4 separate regions of the Mus musculus genome follow, and regions 1, 2 and 3 are each linked to region 4. Evidence: chromatin contacts called from public Hi-C and promoter capture Hi-C data. All regions are on one chromosome and are shown on one strand. Each heading gives the region's core, a stretch centred on a gene start, on an enhancer-like site or on the middle of the called end of the contact. The rest is flanking DNA. Distances are from core to core; before and after follow the strand shown.

The links. Promoter capture Hi-C pulls out the DNA fragments that hold promoters and counts their contacts. Hi-C and Micro-C count contacts between places; a contact is called where the count stands out from the background. Capture Hi-C pulls out chosen DNA fragments and counts their contacts.
Region 1: a contact with region 4 is called in a Hi-C map of the C2C12 cell line, with 2.7 times the contacts expected there. The contact joins the enhancer-like site here to the promoter of Ror1 in region 4. A contact is called at or near these places in 9 of 39 promoter capture datasets (the 3T3-L1 cell line, 3T3-L1-derived adipocytes, cranial neural crest and 4 more), 1 of 15 datasets of contacts at CTCF or cohesin (the NIH/3T3 cell line), 6 of 484 Hi-C or Micro-C datasets (the C2C12 cell line, the HL-1 cell line, cerebellum and 2 more), 7 of 115 datasets of contacts at active chromatin or transcription factors (cardiomyocytes, craniofacial prominence, heart atrium and 3 more) and 1 of 9 other capture datasets (liver).
Region 2: a contact with region 4 is called in a promoter capture Hi-C map of adipose tissue. The contact joins the promoter of Pgm1 here to the promoter of Ror1 in region 4. A contact is called at or near these places in 1 of 39 promoter capture datasets (liver), 3 of 484 Hi-C or Micro-C datasets (cumulus cells and embryonic stem cells) and 2 of 9 other capture datasets (adipose tissue and pancreatic islet).
Region 3: a contact with region 4 is called in a promoter capture Hi-C map of liver, with 5 times the contacts expected there. The contact joins the enhancer-like site here to the promoter of Ror1 in region 4. A contact is called at or near these places in 13 of 39 promoter capture datasets (the 3T3-L1 cell line, 3T3-L1-derived adipocytes, cranial neural crest and 8 more), 10 of 484 Hi-C or Micro-C datasets (embryonic fibroblasts, liver, nephron progenitors and 2 more), 10 of 115 datasets of contacts at active chromatin or transcription factors (cardiomyocytes, craniofacial prominence, embryonic forebrain and 7 more) and 3 of 9 other capture datasets (adipose tissue, embryonic stem cells and liver).

The regions. Positions count from the first base shown.
Region 1 is chr4:100,285,256-100,288,554 of GRCm38.p6, reverse strand. The region is part of intron 1 of Ror1 (receptor tyrosine kinase-like orphan receptor 1); the gene reads right to left. Among named protein-coding and RNA genes, the nearest start is that of Gm35760, 110 kb to the left of the region's middle. Within about 2 kb of position 1,579, at least 27 of the 459 cell types and tissues checked have an H3K27ac peak or open chromatin away from gene starts, as enhancers often do. A contact at or near this core is called in the C2C12 cell line, the NIH/3T3 cell line, heart atrium and 1 more, where this site is marked.
Region 2 is chr4:99,928,117-99,931,279 of GRCm38.p6, reverse strand. It overlaps Pgm1 (phosphoglucomutase 1), which reads right to left and starts at 1,829. Exons shown (of 11, transcript NM_028132.3): 1 at 1,469-1,829. The coding sequence starts at 1,714. It overlaps BC062258 (a long non-coding RNA gene), which reads right to left and starts at 1,462. Exons shown (of 2, transcript XR_003955079.1): 1 at 1,266-1,462; 2 at 1-635.
Region 3 is chr4:100,320,530-100,323,746 of GRCm38.p6, reverse strand. The region is part of intron 2 of Ror1 (receptor tyrosine kinase-like orphan receptor 1); the gene reads right to left. Among named protein-coding and RNA genes, the nearest start is that of Gm35760, 71 kb to the left of the region's middle. Within about 2 kb of position 1,761, at least 55 of the 459 cell types and tissues checked have an H3K27ac peak or open chromatin away from gene starts, as enhancers often do. A contact at or near this core is called in adipose tissue, liver and uterus, where this site is marked.
Region 4 is chr4:100,094,085-100,097,454 of GRCm38.p6, reverse strand. Ror1 (receptor tyrosine kinase-like orphan receptor 1) reads right to left here and starts at 1,664. Exons shown (of 9, transcript NM_013845.5): 1 at 1,146-1,664. The coding sequence starts at 1,236. It overlaps Gm35701 (a long non-coding RNA gene), which reads left to right and starts at 1,812. Exons shown (of 3, transcript XR_376465.2): 1 at 1,812-1,977; 2 at 2,096-2,230; 3 at 3,242-3,370.

The DNA of each region.
Region 1 (3,299 bases), core at 330-2,829, 190 kb before region 4:
GGCTCGATTAGATGAACTTGAAGAACTTCCACCGTTACATTTGTATGACAGAATAAATATTTCATCAACTACAGAAGCAAAACAAGTTTTTATTTTTCCATACAAATACAGACTGCCTTTTATCCTGGATTGTCCCAGCCTGGCAACTAGGAAAGTGGGGCCCTGGAGGCAATTCGCAATCAGATCTCTCACTGTTTATAAAGCACATTACCAAAAAGACCCAAAAAAAACTCCACCTAGCTTTAATGAGGACCAATTTGTTGTTATTGTTGTTATTACCATTGATATTACAATTATTATTATTATTACTATTCTTTTGGAAGCTTCTAACTTCCATCATTACAGAAAAGATAGAAAAGAAGAAAGCCAAGGTCTTACCATTCAAAAATTAATGAAGGCCCTGAAACAATTATGCCTTAAATATACAGAGGTCTCCTTAATGTAAATAGAGTGTATTTCACAGCACATCTTAGAACAAGAGATCCATTTCAGCATGACAGAGCGAGCAATGGAGCAGGGCTGTAGCCTGCACTCAATTTGAGGTTTTACTTCTGTTGACGTTGACTAATGCACAAATAGCCGGGCTTAAAGGATCTGAAAAACACTGGGTCACAGTGTGAAATATACGCTAATATAGCACAATTTATATAAAGATGGGGGAATGTAAATAGCTAACTGAAGCCAGCAGTAGTGGCTCCAGCCAAATGGGACCAGAGAACACTGAGAACGCAAAGGGAATGTTGTTCTCCTGAGAACCTCTGTGAACACTACCCTCAGGTTTTCTTCTACCTCAAATGCAATGAGAAATTCAAACTGGATTTCTGCTGTCTGAAAATATGTGTATCTCTGCCTTGGTGCTCAGAGCAATCTGAAGAAATGACTTAAGTTCAAAGTCAGTATGATACCAGGTCTCCAAGGTTTAGTGGGGGTTAGCTGAGCACATGGTCCCTAAAAAGCAGCATGTCTGGTTTGCAGGTGGCACCAACAGACTTGAAGGAGAGTAGTTAGGAACAGAGAGGGTTAGTGCTCACGGACTAGGCATGAGAATAGGCCTGACCCACACTGATGGTCACATTTAACCTTCATGGTATGGCTAAAGAACCAATATGATGTAGAACATAATTTAATTGTCAATACATACCAGTGACATCATTCTACAAGGAAACTATAGCTGTGGAGCTATCAGCCATCCCTGGAGTACTGCAGCTTCTAGAACTTTCTATGTATGTTGACTGCTTGAAACTCTTGTAAAATTCATGGGGAAAGAAGAGAGGTACACACCACAGAAAGGCTGTTGTTAGATTCTAGATTACTGAGGTGGGACATCAAAAATGGAAGAGGGAAGGGGAAGTTGAAATGACATTACATTGGCCATATGTTCTTTGGGGTTCCTCTGAGACTGACTGCTGTCTGTGTCAAATTCTCCCATGGTAGAACTGCACTTCTCTAAGTTGCCCCTGGGCAATCCTTCCTAGGCATCTCTGGCAAGTGAATCATGTTAAACTGGCAGTAGAGCATGAAGGGTCTTTACAGCCTGCTCCCACATTCCAGCCAGGTTGAGTCAGTTCACCTTCTGGCCACACTCTGCCCTTCTTGACTCTCTTTACTGAGATGCATGGTTCCTTCCCTCAGCTCCTCCACTCCATCCTTCTCTGATATTAACCAAGACAAGCATCAGGCTTGTGTCATCCACTACTGCAGTATCACTGAAAGGATACCATTGGTGCTGAATAAAAGTTTATTCTGTGTGAAAACAAGAGAGTCATAGAAAGACACACAGGAGGGGATAAAGAGAACGAACTCTCTCCTCTCTTCTCTCTCTCTCTCTCTCCCTCTCTCTCTCTCTCTGTCAGTCTTCCAAGTAGACATCATCCTCTTCTCCAAGACACAAAGAACACAGTAGTGGCCTTCATAATGATTTCTGACTTTATTTCATCTATGCATTTTCCCCATCTAGACAATCAGAATCCTAAGGGGATGAGCTATATGGGCGAAACAATCCATGTTTGGCTTACTGCCAAGCGGAAAACAAGATTGAATGTATCTTTTTACAAAATCTCCTTTAAAAAAAACCAAATCCCCCAAGTAGTAATGACCCCCAGGTTGCCCTCCACGCTGGGATGTGTTCCTGGGGCTCAAATATGGCAGCTGAGTAAACAAGAATCTGACCACAGAGAGGCAAAGTGAAGATGCCGTAGGTTTTGGCGAGCCCATTCAGGAGGATGATCCAAAGTTCTCAGTCCTTGAGAAAGCTCAAAGTGTCCTCGTTCAGAAGCTGTTTATGTGCACATTTCATGGGCCGGCTTATCAGCTCTCCCAAGCCTGACTGACTAAACAGAACAAATAGAGAGCAGACAAAGAGATGGATGCAAGCTAGAAACTGCTCAAAGGGCACAAACAGACCAATGGCTCATGATAAGTAACAGCTTAGGAGTCACTAGACGCTGGTAGGTCCTTCCTTCCAGTAACTCGGTGGTGAACATGCAGTATTGTGAGACGAAATCTGCCAGAGAAGACTGAGACCCCTGAGTAATCTATCAAGAATGACTTCCATTCAACAAGAGATTATTATTTTTTTTTTTTTGGCATTTAATGAAGAATGCTCTAATTCGCTGGAAAGCTCACTTAAGTAAAGAATTGAAGAGCTGACACTGCCAGATAAATAGTGTGACAATAGAAACCAGACACTTCCTATCTCGTATCTATTCATTTTTTTAGTTATTCATCACATGGAAACGAACCAAAAGAAGCATCACAAGGAAATGAATATGGAGGAGAGATCCGAAGTGACATTCCAGTGCACGACTAAGCTCGCAGAGGTTCAAGGTTAGGAGACTCACCAAGGGTCTCTGAGTAGGAACTCCTTGTTTGACAAAAGTCACTATGAAGCACTTCGCTCCCACACTCTAGAAATAATCACAGGACTGGGACCCAGAATGGAATTAGCTGGACATGATTCTGTCTGAACTCCAAAACAAGCAGTATACATACAACTTAATCCTCTTCCAAGGATGTGACACACTTCCAAGGATGGGCAAGTAGATGGCCTCTAAGTGTGACTGGCTAGAGCCTGTCTGGAGTTCAAAAGACAAATAACTTAGGAAAGCAATGCTGCAGGCCCAGGTCTCTGTGGGTAATTGACCAAATCCAAATCTGAGACTCCCAAGGAAATGTGGGGACCTCTTAAAAGAAATTACCAATACTTTCATTATCAGCCACTCTGCCACCTCCAGTCACTCTACCTTATTTAGAGGCCATATTGTCCCAGACATTAATTAAGCTAGGCAATTTGGCATATG
Region 2 (3,163 bases), core at 580-3,079, 170 kb after region 4:
TTAGTAACTTTCTGTTGTTGTCTTCACGCTTTCCTTCTCACTCCACAGTACTCCCAAAGTGGCAGAAATCCATTTGAACCCTAAAACTCACACTATGCTAAAAGCTCCTACCGACAAGGCTCACTCCTGCCTGGGAGCCTTCCTTTTCCCCACCCATTCTCTGTCCTGGGCATAGGCCAGGGGACTGCTGAATGAGGCCCCTGTGAGCAAGGGTGGAGCTGAAGGGATCCTCCCCACAGAGCTGACCGGCCTCTCTCCCACATGGAAAGCTGTGGTGGTCTGAACACTCCTGGGCATACAGATACAAATCCCAACTTCTTTCTCTGTTTGTCAATGTCTGACCCATCCAGGAAAGTCTACATACAGAGCTCAGTTTAGATCTTGAAAACTGGAAAAAGAAGGTCTTGCAATTTATGAGTCCCTCGATTTTCAGAAGCCACTCAAGTGGTACCGGAAGGTCCGTGCTGGATTCAATGTTCCCGTTATAGTTTTGGTAAATTCTTTAACCTGCCCAGGCTTTTTAGTACTCTCCTCGGTGACTTTAAAGTACCCATAATAGCGTCTTCCTTATAGGGCTTCAAGAGGGTTCTTGAGACACACCAGTGAAATGTTTGTCACGGTGCTTGGCAAGGCAGCTTGAAATAAGTTGAAATACAAGTTATTGTTGAAGGGAATGGGCCCCAGAGGAGCTGAGAGAAAGTCCAATGTTATTGTAAATATACAAAGAAAACGTGTTCCTTAAAACTTCTTTTAAAGTATCTTGTAGAAACAAATAACCAATTCCAAATCCACATTTACAAATCATCAGATTTATAGGAGAAAAAAAAGTTTCACCTCTCTAGTGGACCTGCTCAATTAAGACAGTTAACCTTCTTAACCAGGGGGCGGAACTGGGGGCGTTGCATTAATTTCCTGGCCTGTCAGGACAGCTTGCATAAGAGAGCCCTTGGGTATATTGTTATTGCTTTAATGAAAATTCAGGTCCAGCCCCCTTGGTGGAACAGGTCCAGCAGAGACTGGACTTTTCAAAAGCCTGAACCCAGGCAGCAGGCCCGGCAGGGGAGGAAGCGCCTTTCCCAAGCCAACCAGAGGGCAGGGAGAGAGGCTTGGCACCTGCGGGCCCAGATCGCTGGCTTAACGCCCCAGGGGGATGAGTGCTCCGGTCACCCCGGCCCTCCCAACACCTGGCCTCGAGTCAGCGGGAGGTGCCCCAATCCCAGACCAGAATAGCACAGCGCCACGCAGGGTCTGCACGGCGGGCTCACCTTTCCCCGGCATAGCCATTGCGAAACGTGGGGTGTGGGGGGATGGGGTGGACGGGAAGCCGAATAGGGGTGTGGGGGCGGGGGTACTGCCAAGGTCAAGGGAGCGTGCGCGGGGCGGGGACGGGATGGTGGCGCGCACGGAAGCGCCGGCCCAGAGAAGCCCGCACGTAGCACACGCTCAGCCCGGCCCGCGCGTCCCTTACCCCGTTGGCTGCAGCGATGCGTACGATGAGCTGGATGGCCTCGGTCATGTAGAAGCGGCCGTCCCCGCCCACAACCAGCGTGGCCTCCTGCCTCAGCGCCGGCTCCACGGTAGAGACGATGCTCTGGATGAAATTCTCCGCATAGTTGGCGTTGCTCTGGAAAACCTTCACTCGCTTCCGCAATCCGCTGGTGCCCGGCTTCTGATCCGGATATGCCTGCGTCTTCACTGTCACGATCTTCACCATGGTGGCGGTTGGCTGCGAGGCGACAGTGGCTGCGGCTCTGGCTGCTGCAGAGGGCTCAGGGTCCGCTCTGCTCTTGCCCTGGAAACGATGGCCCAGGGCCTGCCCACGGCCCGCCCACTTCGCCAAAGTCCGGCTGCCTGGGAAGAGGGACGGGTCACGGGGTCGAGAGGGGCGGAGTCTCCCCGACTGACACATCTCTACCTGAGCCAATGGTCTATATAAAGAAACTAGCTCTTTAACTGGAGAGCAGAGCTTCATCTATCGATCATAGTGCAAGGACGAAGAGTTCAGCACGTTACTGTGATTGGACTAGAGTGTCACGTATACATTCCAGAAGCTGGTCTAAAAGACAGAAAAGCCATCCTCCGACTTTTTTTTTTTCTGCAAGGACAGGCTCAACCCCAAAGTTATATTCAGCTTTCTACTTTTTATGTGTTTGCTGTGGGCCACATGCTACTTCATTAGTGATTGTGGATATCCGAAGAACTGATTTGTTTAGTGTATAGTTTCTAGATCTTCCAAAAGTACGGGTTTTATTTTTCCGTGCTTCTGCTCACAACACTGAGAAATTCCGATAATAAAATCCTTCCTCGCCGGGCGGTGGTGGCACATGCCTTTAATCCCATCACTTGGGAGGCAGAGGCAGGCAGATTTCTGAGTTCGAGGCCAGCCTGGTCTATAGAGTGAGTTCCAGGAAAGCCAGGGCTACACAGAGAAACCCTGTCTCGAAAAACAAAACAAAATCCTTCATCACTTGAGGAAGTTCAGCTCAGTTTGGGTCTGAACAAGCCAGGCAGGCTCTTACCAGGGTTGGCCTGTCTGTCATCCATCACGTTTGACAACTAGGAAATGGAAACTTTGAAGGCAGCCTAGATAAACATAGATACAGCTATAAGGCGTCAAAGGATTACTGTGACAGCGGACCCAGTGATTGTGAAAACAGCAAGAGCTAAGGCAGTCAAAAAGGATTTGATTATTCGGTAGGAATATTTTCTTCTGCCTTTCTTAGTTTTTTTTTGTTTTTGTTTTTGTTTTTTTGTTAAGAGTCTCTGCTTGACAAATGTGTCATTTTAGTATACCAAGAAAACAAATACCTTTAAGAAAGTTAAGTCTGTGAGTGTCCATCTTAAACAAATGTAAAACCTTTCAAAAAGGATTTCTGCAAGAAAGAGGTTGTGGTGATGATGACTGTGCCTGTATTCCTACACACACACACACCCAGAGAGAGAGAGAGAGAGAGAAAGAAAGAGAGAGAGAGAGAGGGAAAGAGAGAGAGAGAGAAACATTCCATAGAGGCATAGACCTATACAGACTTGAAATGACCCCAGCTTAGTACAGTCCACGTGAAATCAGTATTAGTTGATGCAGTCATCAGACTGTACTTAAAACCTATCAAGCCTAAAATTATCAGCTCCTCTCTCCAGTTGCAGTACTAGAACATACTGATAA
Region 3 (3,217 bases), core at 512-3,011, 230 kb before region 4:
TGGCAGCTCCTGCCCTGCTGGGTTTCAGAGGTGTCCCCCCCCCACCCCCCACTGGGAGTGACAGGACCTTCTTGCTGTCAGGAGCCTCCTGTCCATGTCATCTGCTTTTCCCATCCACCCCGAGCTTTACAGTTTCTTTCCATTATGAACTCCGGCCACTGCTAACTGACCTCTAGTGCCATCTTCCCACAGCACAGGCTGTAGCATTCTTCCTCAGTATGTACTCCTTTGTAGGGTCTCTCACAGGTCATGGGCAGTCACCAATTCCAGCATTTTGTCTTCTAGTTATGAACTTTTGAGAGTGTTATGAACTGAATGCATGTGCCCTCCTGACAGTCACATGTTAGAATCTTATCTTACAGGGTGCTGGCATTAGGTGGATAGGCCTTGGGAGGTGGTTAGGACATGAGGGGGCAGCCCTCATGAATGAGATTTGTATCCTCATGACAAAAGAGGCATCCTCTGCCTCACTCACCATAAGAGGACAAGAAGAAGATGGTGACATACAAGCTCAGATGAGGAACCTCACCTGAGCTGGAGGTGGCTGTATCCTGGTTTTAGCCTTCCAGATCAACCGTGTCAAAGGAGTGTCTATGGTTTAAAAGTCACCCAATGGTGAAGTAGACTTACAACAACCTGAACAGAGAGTAGACCTTGGTGCTGCAATATCCAACTGAGTTTATAACTCTCTGGTGTATGTGTGTGTGTATGTGTGTGTGTGTCCGTGTGTGTGTGTCCGTGTGTGTGTGTGTGTGTGTGTGTGTGTGTGTGCATAAATGCACATGCATGTGTGTTCAAGAGCATGTGAAGGCCTGAGGTTGATCCTGACAATCTTCCTCAGTTGCCCTTCCACCTTACTCACTGAGGCAAGGTATCTCAATCAAAACCAGAGCTCATCAATGTGGGCAGCTGCACTAGCCAGTTTGCTTCAGGATGACCTATCTCTGCCCTCTGAGGCTAGAGTTACAAGCCAATACACCTACCAATGGAATTTATCTGGATACTGGGTATCAAACTCTGAACCTTTTTCTCCTGGCTTGGCAAGTACTTTGACCACTGAGCCACCTCTCCAGCACCACTGGGCATTTATATAGGGGTATTGTTTTGTTATATCATGCTTACTAGGTGCAATATTTCATTTAAATTTTAAAATAATAAGAACATTCAGAACTCACAGCAGGAGTATGGCTAGCCCTCAGGTTGCTATTTTAATAACACAATTAAACTATCCAACTGAAATGTTGAACACAGGCTGTGGGCTTGAGAACTGCTTTCCAAGTCTTGGAGAAATGTTGACAAACTTGTCTCTGACCTTTCCCACCCATCTAACTTTAAAATGGTCATTAAAATATGCACATACCACTGGATCCTCATGACTGCCAATTTTTCTTAGCCTTTCAAACACCAAAATAAATCTAACAAAACCACAAGCTAATACAATGGTTCCCTATTATCCAGTAAGAGTCCGACTTAAAAATGGTAGAGGAGGCAAAGCAAACATTGGGGACACCCAGAGTTTTAGACTTCTAGGTGTAGGCCCTACATACCAAGCTGAGCTCTAAAAGAGGCAAGCTCCTCCATTAGGGTTGAATTATAAACCTTTGAAAAATGCTGACAGACCTTAACCGGAGCAGGACAGGATGAGCGGCTCTGTGTAACGAACCTCTAAATGACGAGAGATAGTATCTAGAAGGCCAGGCCTGAAATACATTTCTGGTTTGGGCTCTAGGCCAAAGTAAACAGAACAGATCGTAAGTCAGCCCTGTGATTTGAGTACCTTCAACAGGAGGCCTGCTCCGGCCTCAGCCTGGAGTGTAGTCCTCTCTGTGCAAGCCTGTGGCTGGCTGTGTCTCTGTCATGCCAAGGCCACATGTGCTCTCTGCCCAGGAACCCTGAGCAAAGCACAACCAGGACACATCAGAGCCTTGCTTGAAGACAGTGTGTTGTTTTGTTACCCTGGTCAGTCTGAGGCAGCAGCCTACCCCATCTTAATACATTCCCAGGCAGCCCATAGCTCCATGTGGAGCCTGGGTGGTTTTCAAAACAAAAGTGTGTCATTCTGGCCGGTGAATTTCTGTTCCTATGGGGACCATGAGGTTAGAGCATCTCAGTTTTCCACAGTCGTATCTTGATTGAACAGGATCCGAATCCCTTCGGGTGTCAGTCAATATTCCAACTTGGATCCACTGAGATTAACAATCTCCTTTCAGGTTTTCAGAGAATGTAAACTTCTGGCACTGTGCGTGAGCACACAGACCAGCCCCCCCCCAACCCCCCCCCCAGGCCCCCTGAAAATCTCTACTTGCTTCACATTCTGAAAGAATCTGCTGACTTAGTCACATCTCAGGTCTCTTTGTTAAGCATATGCCACCTGAATGGTCATTCTCTTATGAATGAGGTGGTTTGGCCCTCAAATTTTGAAGCAAATTCTTCAACAACTTGACATATCTGCTCCAGAGCTTTTGCAAAAAAAAAAAAAAAAACAACCAAATCAAACCAAAAACAAACATGGAGCAATCTGGAGATAAAAACTAGGAGGGCAGTTGGGGTGTGGATCAGTGGCTGATGTATTTGCTGTGCACAGAACCCACAGTAAGACCTGGGCATGCTCTCATGTATCTGAAACCCCATGTTGTGCTAGAAACACAAGGATCTTGGGATTTGCTGCCTAGCCAGTGTAGCTGAAAAAGCAAGCTTTAGGTTCAGCAAGAGACCACCTGAAATAGTAAGGTAGAGAAAGCTGTTGAGAAAGACATCTTGATGTCAACCTTCGGCTTCCACGTGAGCCTGAAAGGGCAAGTGAATTCATATACACATGAACACGGATGCACACATCAAAGGAACAAACTGTAGTACTAATTTCATAGCAGCAAGAGGTAAAGAGAAAGAAAAAAAAAAGAATGGAAGGAAGGAAGAATAAAGAAAAAATTAATTGGACACTGAACCTTAGAGCCTGAGTTAGACTTTTCTTGTTATGGTAGCTTATTCAGGCAAGCAAAGATTACTAAGTACAGCTGGGTAAAATGTCCCATAACCATCTGAACATGTTGAATTAAGAGCCTTTGTGGTCAATAGTTCTTATTCTGGCTAGAGCCAAGCAAGCAAGCATTTATAATGACAGACTATGATCTGAGCCATGCAGGGTGGTCAAAGCCCTTGAAGAGAGAAGTGACCCATTTTATAGTGTGGCTTAAAAGGAAGCCACATTTAGCACCTA
Region 4 (3,370 bases), core at 415-2,914:
TGAGAGCTTTGTACCAAGAAAGTCACCCCTAACTTTTAGTAGAAACTAATTCAGCAGTCATTCAGTGAGTGGTTCTTTTCCCCAGCTGTTCAGTAAACTAGACTCTTCCCTAACTGGCTTACAGATGAATGGTAAAGATATGAATGGTAAATATTTCTGTTTATCTAGAGAGGCTGGGGGCTGGAAGTGGGGGCGGGAAGAGTTCAGGGGCTCCAACACCCCCTCAAGGGATGCATGTTAAAAGTGAGGCCCAAGACCCCCAGAGACTTTAATCAACTTTCCCCCTCTAACTTCCAAAGAATGAATTGGTTGTCTCCACAGGCGCAGCGGGCTCTTCCCTCTCATTGTGTGCAGGCTCAGACCCAGCGAGGATCCAAGCTTCCCGCAGGGAACTAAGACGCTCCGGCTGCCGGTGGAGGCTTTCTCTAACTGTAGCGATTGTCTCTGGAGATGACCAAAATCAAGTATGCATTAGATGACCTCTATTTCTTCCACCTCGACACACACACACACACACACACACACACACACACACACACTTGCACACGTGCACCCCGGAGTCCAGAGTATTTTGGAGCAGCAGGCCGCCTCTAACTGCACAAAGTGGCAGCGGAAGAGCAAAGGTTTTGGTCTGCAGGATGACCCTCTAGAGGGCAGGAGGCTCCGAACACCAAACAGAGAAGACGCAAGGACAAGGGAGTCCTGGGAGTACAGGGCTTTTGTTTGTATGGGTTCGCGGACCGCCTGGGCTCTGTCGGAGGCGCCACTGAAAATACAAACTCTTTCTGGGATAGAGAAGTAGATAAACTGGACCCCAGTTGGGGTGCGGTAGGAATCCAGAAAGAGATAGGCAAAGGATCAGCATCTCCCCCAACATACATACACACACACACACATACACACACACCACCTCCAAAGTTCTTCTACACTTCCTGTCAGCACTGACAACCACAGCTGGATGCCTACGACCAGTCCTCCAGAGCCCAGCCCGCAGCCGAGCTTCAGAGAGAGTCCTGGATGGCCTCCCTCGGGCGGCCCGTGCAGGCGGCGGTCGAATGACCAGCTCCGGGACCGGCGAGGCGCTCACCGGGCACTCAGCTCTGGGGGGGGGCGGACGGTGGAACCCGGGCGCGGGCGCTGCTTACCTTGGGCATCAGCCCCGCGTGCGGCCAGCAGCAGCGCGGCCAGCAGCGCCAGCGGTGGCGGGCGCGTCCCGCGGCGGCGCGGCCGGTGCATTCCTCCTCTCGTGGCGGTGCTGGCGGCTCCCTGGCGGCGCGCAGAACATCCACGGGTTCGCCCAGGGCTCCGGGTCACTTCGTCCTGCCGCAGGCACTCGCAGGACACCGGGGGGCCTTTGCAAAACTCTTTGTCCCTCTGACCTGCTCCCTCGTCTCCGCTCTGCCGCCCTGGACCTGGGAGCGCGGCTCCTCCCGGTCGGTACTCCGCAGCAGCCCTGACTCAGCCGGCTGTTCAGTCCTAGGCTCTCTGTGTCGCTCTTGCGAACCGTGTGTCTCCGGCTCCGACTGCAGAAGAGCGTGCCCAGTGCCTGGAGCTGCGGTCTCGGGGCTCACTAAGCCGAGGCTCCTCCAGCTCTCCACGATCTCTCTTCTCGCCCAACTTGTCACTTTCCACCAACTCCACAACCCAGCGCCCCAGCCCGGACCAATGGCAGAGGCGGGCCCAGGCCGGGGTCCCAGCGCCCTCTACTGCTACCTCCTGGACTCGCACCTTCCAAGGCATCTCGGAAAGCAGCTACCACACCTCCTGTTAACCCATCATCCCCCCTCCGCCCCCTCCCCCTCCCCCCCAACCCCACTCCCCACCCCCCACTCGCTGGGGACCAGCCATTGATGTTGATGGGACCTTTGAGACATTTTGACGGAGAAGGACTTTAGGGAGATGGGCTTCCAGTGTAAAGTGTGACTGGATAAGTTAGGAAGCCCAGATTTTAACTGTCTTTCTCTGCCACTGCCTTGGGTGAGGGAACATGTACAGATATTACACCGTGCCCCATTTAATTTCTTCTTTCCCAAAAGTTGCTTAAGGGGGAGCCCAAATACAAGTGACTCATGTGTCTTCTTGTTTTTAATCCTAGGACCACTACATCTACACCAAGCTCATCTGATCTGCTTCTTTTAGGACATTAAGAGAAGATTCATCTTCGTTCTTTATTGTCACTGTCCCCCCGGCCTCCTGAAAGTTGTTTCTCTGCCTTCTGAACATGAACAGAGTAATATTTCAGTTTGTCTTTTTAATATTTTTTATATCACATAAGTGTTCTGTTTCTTTACATACGGTGTATTTCTCTTGCTCTTGCTCAGCTAAGCAAGTCTATTACCTCCTATTTACATTACTTACAGTGTTTTTATTTTTTTCTCCTGGTTTGCCGTTTATTGGTTTTGTAATTCATAAATGCTCTTGGGAGTTCAGTACCAAGAACACCCTGGATCATATAAAGTGAGCACCCACTGTATGCCAGACTGACTTGGATTCCAAGGATGCAAGAGTAGCTAAGGACCCCTGTCAATATTGTTCCCCAGAACACAAAGATACTCAGAATCTGTCCATGGTCACCTGGCTTCCTACTAAGTACCTTCTGCTTGCCTGCTGCATTATAGACAGTGAGACATATTGCAGTTTTAAAAGTTGGTGTGCAGAGACAGGAGTCTAGCACAGCTATCCTCTGAGAGGCTCCACCCAGCAGCTGACTCAGACAGATACAGACACCCACAGCTAAACAGCAGATGGAGCTTGGGAGAATCTTATAGAATAGGAGAAAGGATTGCCACCCCTGAGGGGATAGGAACTCCACAAGTAGACCAACAGAGTCAGCTAACCTGGACCCCTGGGGCTCTCAAGAGACTGAACCACCAACCACAGAATATACACAGGCTGGACCTAGGCCTCCCCACACATATGTAACAGTTGTGCAGCTTGCTCTTCATGTGGGTCCTGAACAACTGGAGTTTGAGGTATCCCAAAAGCTGTTGCCTGTGCCTGGATATGTTCTAGCTAGGCTACCTTGTCTGGCTTCAGTGAGAGAGGATGCACTTAGCCTCAAAGGCACTTGATGTGCCAGGGTAGGGGTTACCCAAGAGGCCCTCACCAGCTCAGAGAAGGGAAGGGGTTGGGGAGGGATGATGGGAGGGTGTGACCAGGAAGGGGGCAGTGAGTGAGATGTAAAGTAAATAAGTATTATTATTATTAATGATAATAATTTTTTTAAAATATTGTTTTGCAGAAAGAAAATGAATGACTTGTCCACACTCCCTATGAACCATGGACAATACCCAGACCTGTTCCCATGAGGAGGCTGAAAGACCTTAACTGAAGCCCCGCATGTTATAGGGTCTCTGTAAATGAGTTTAGA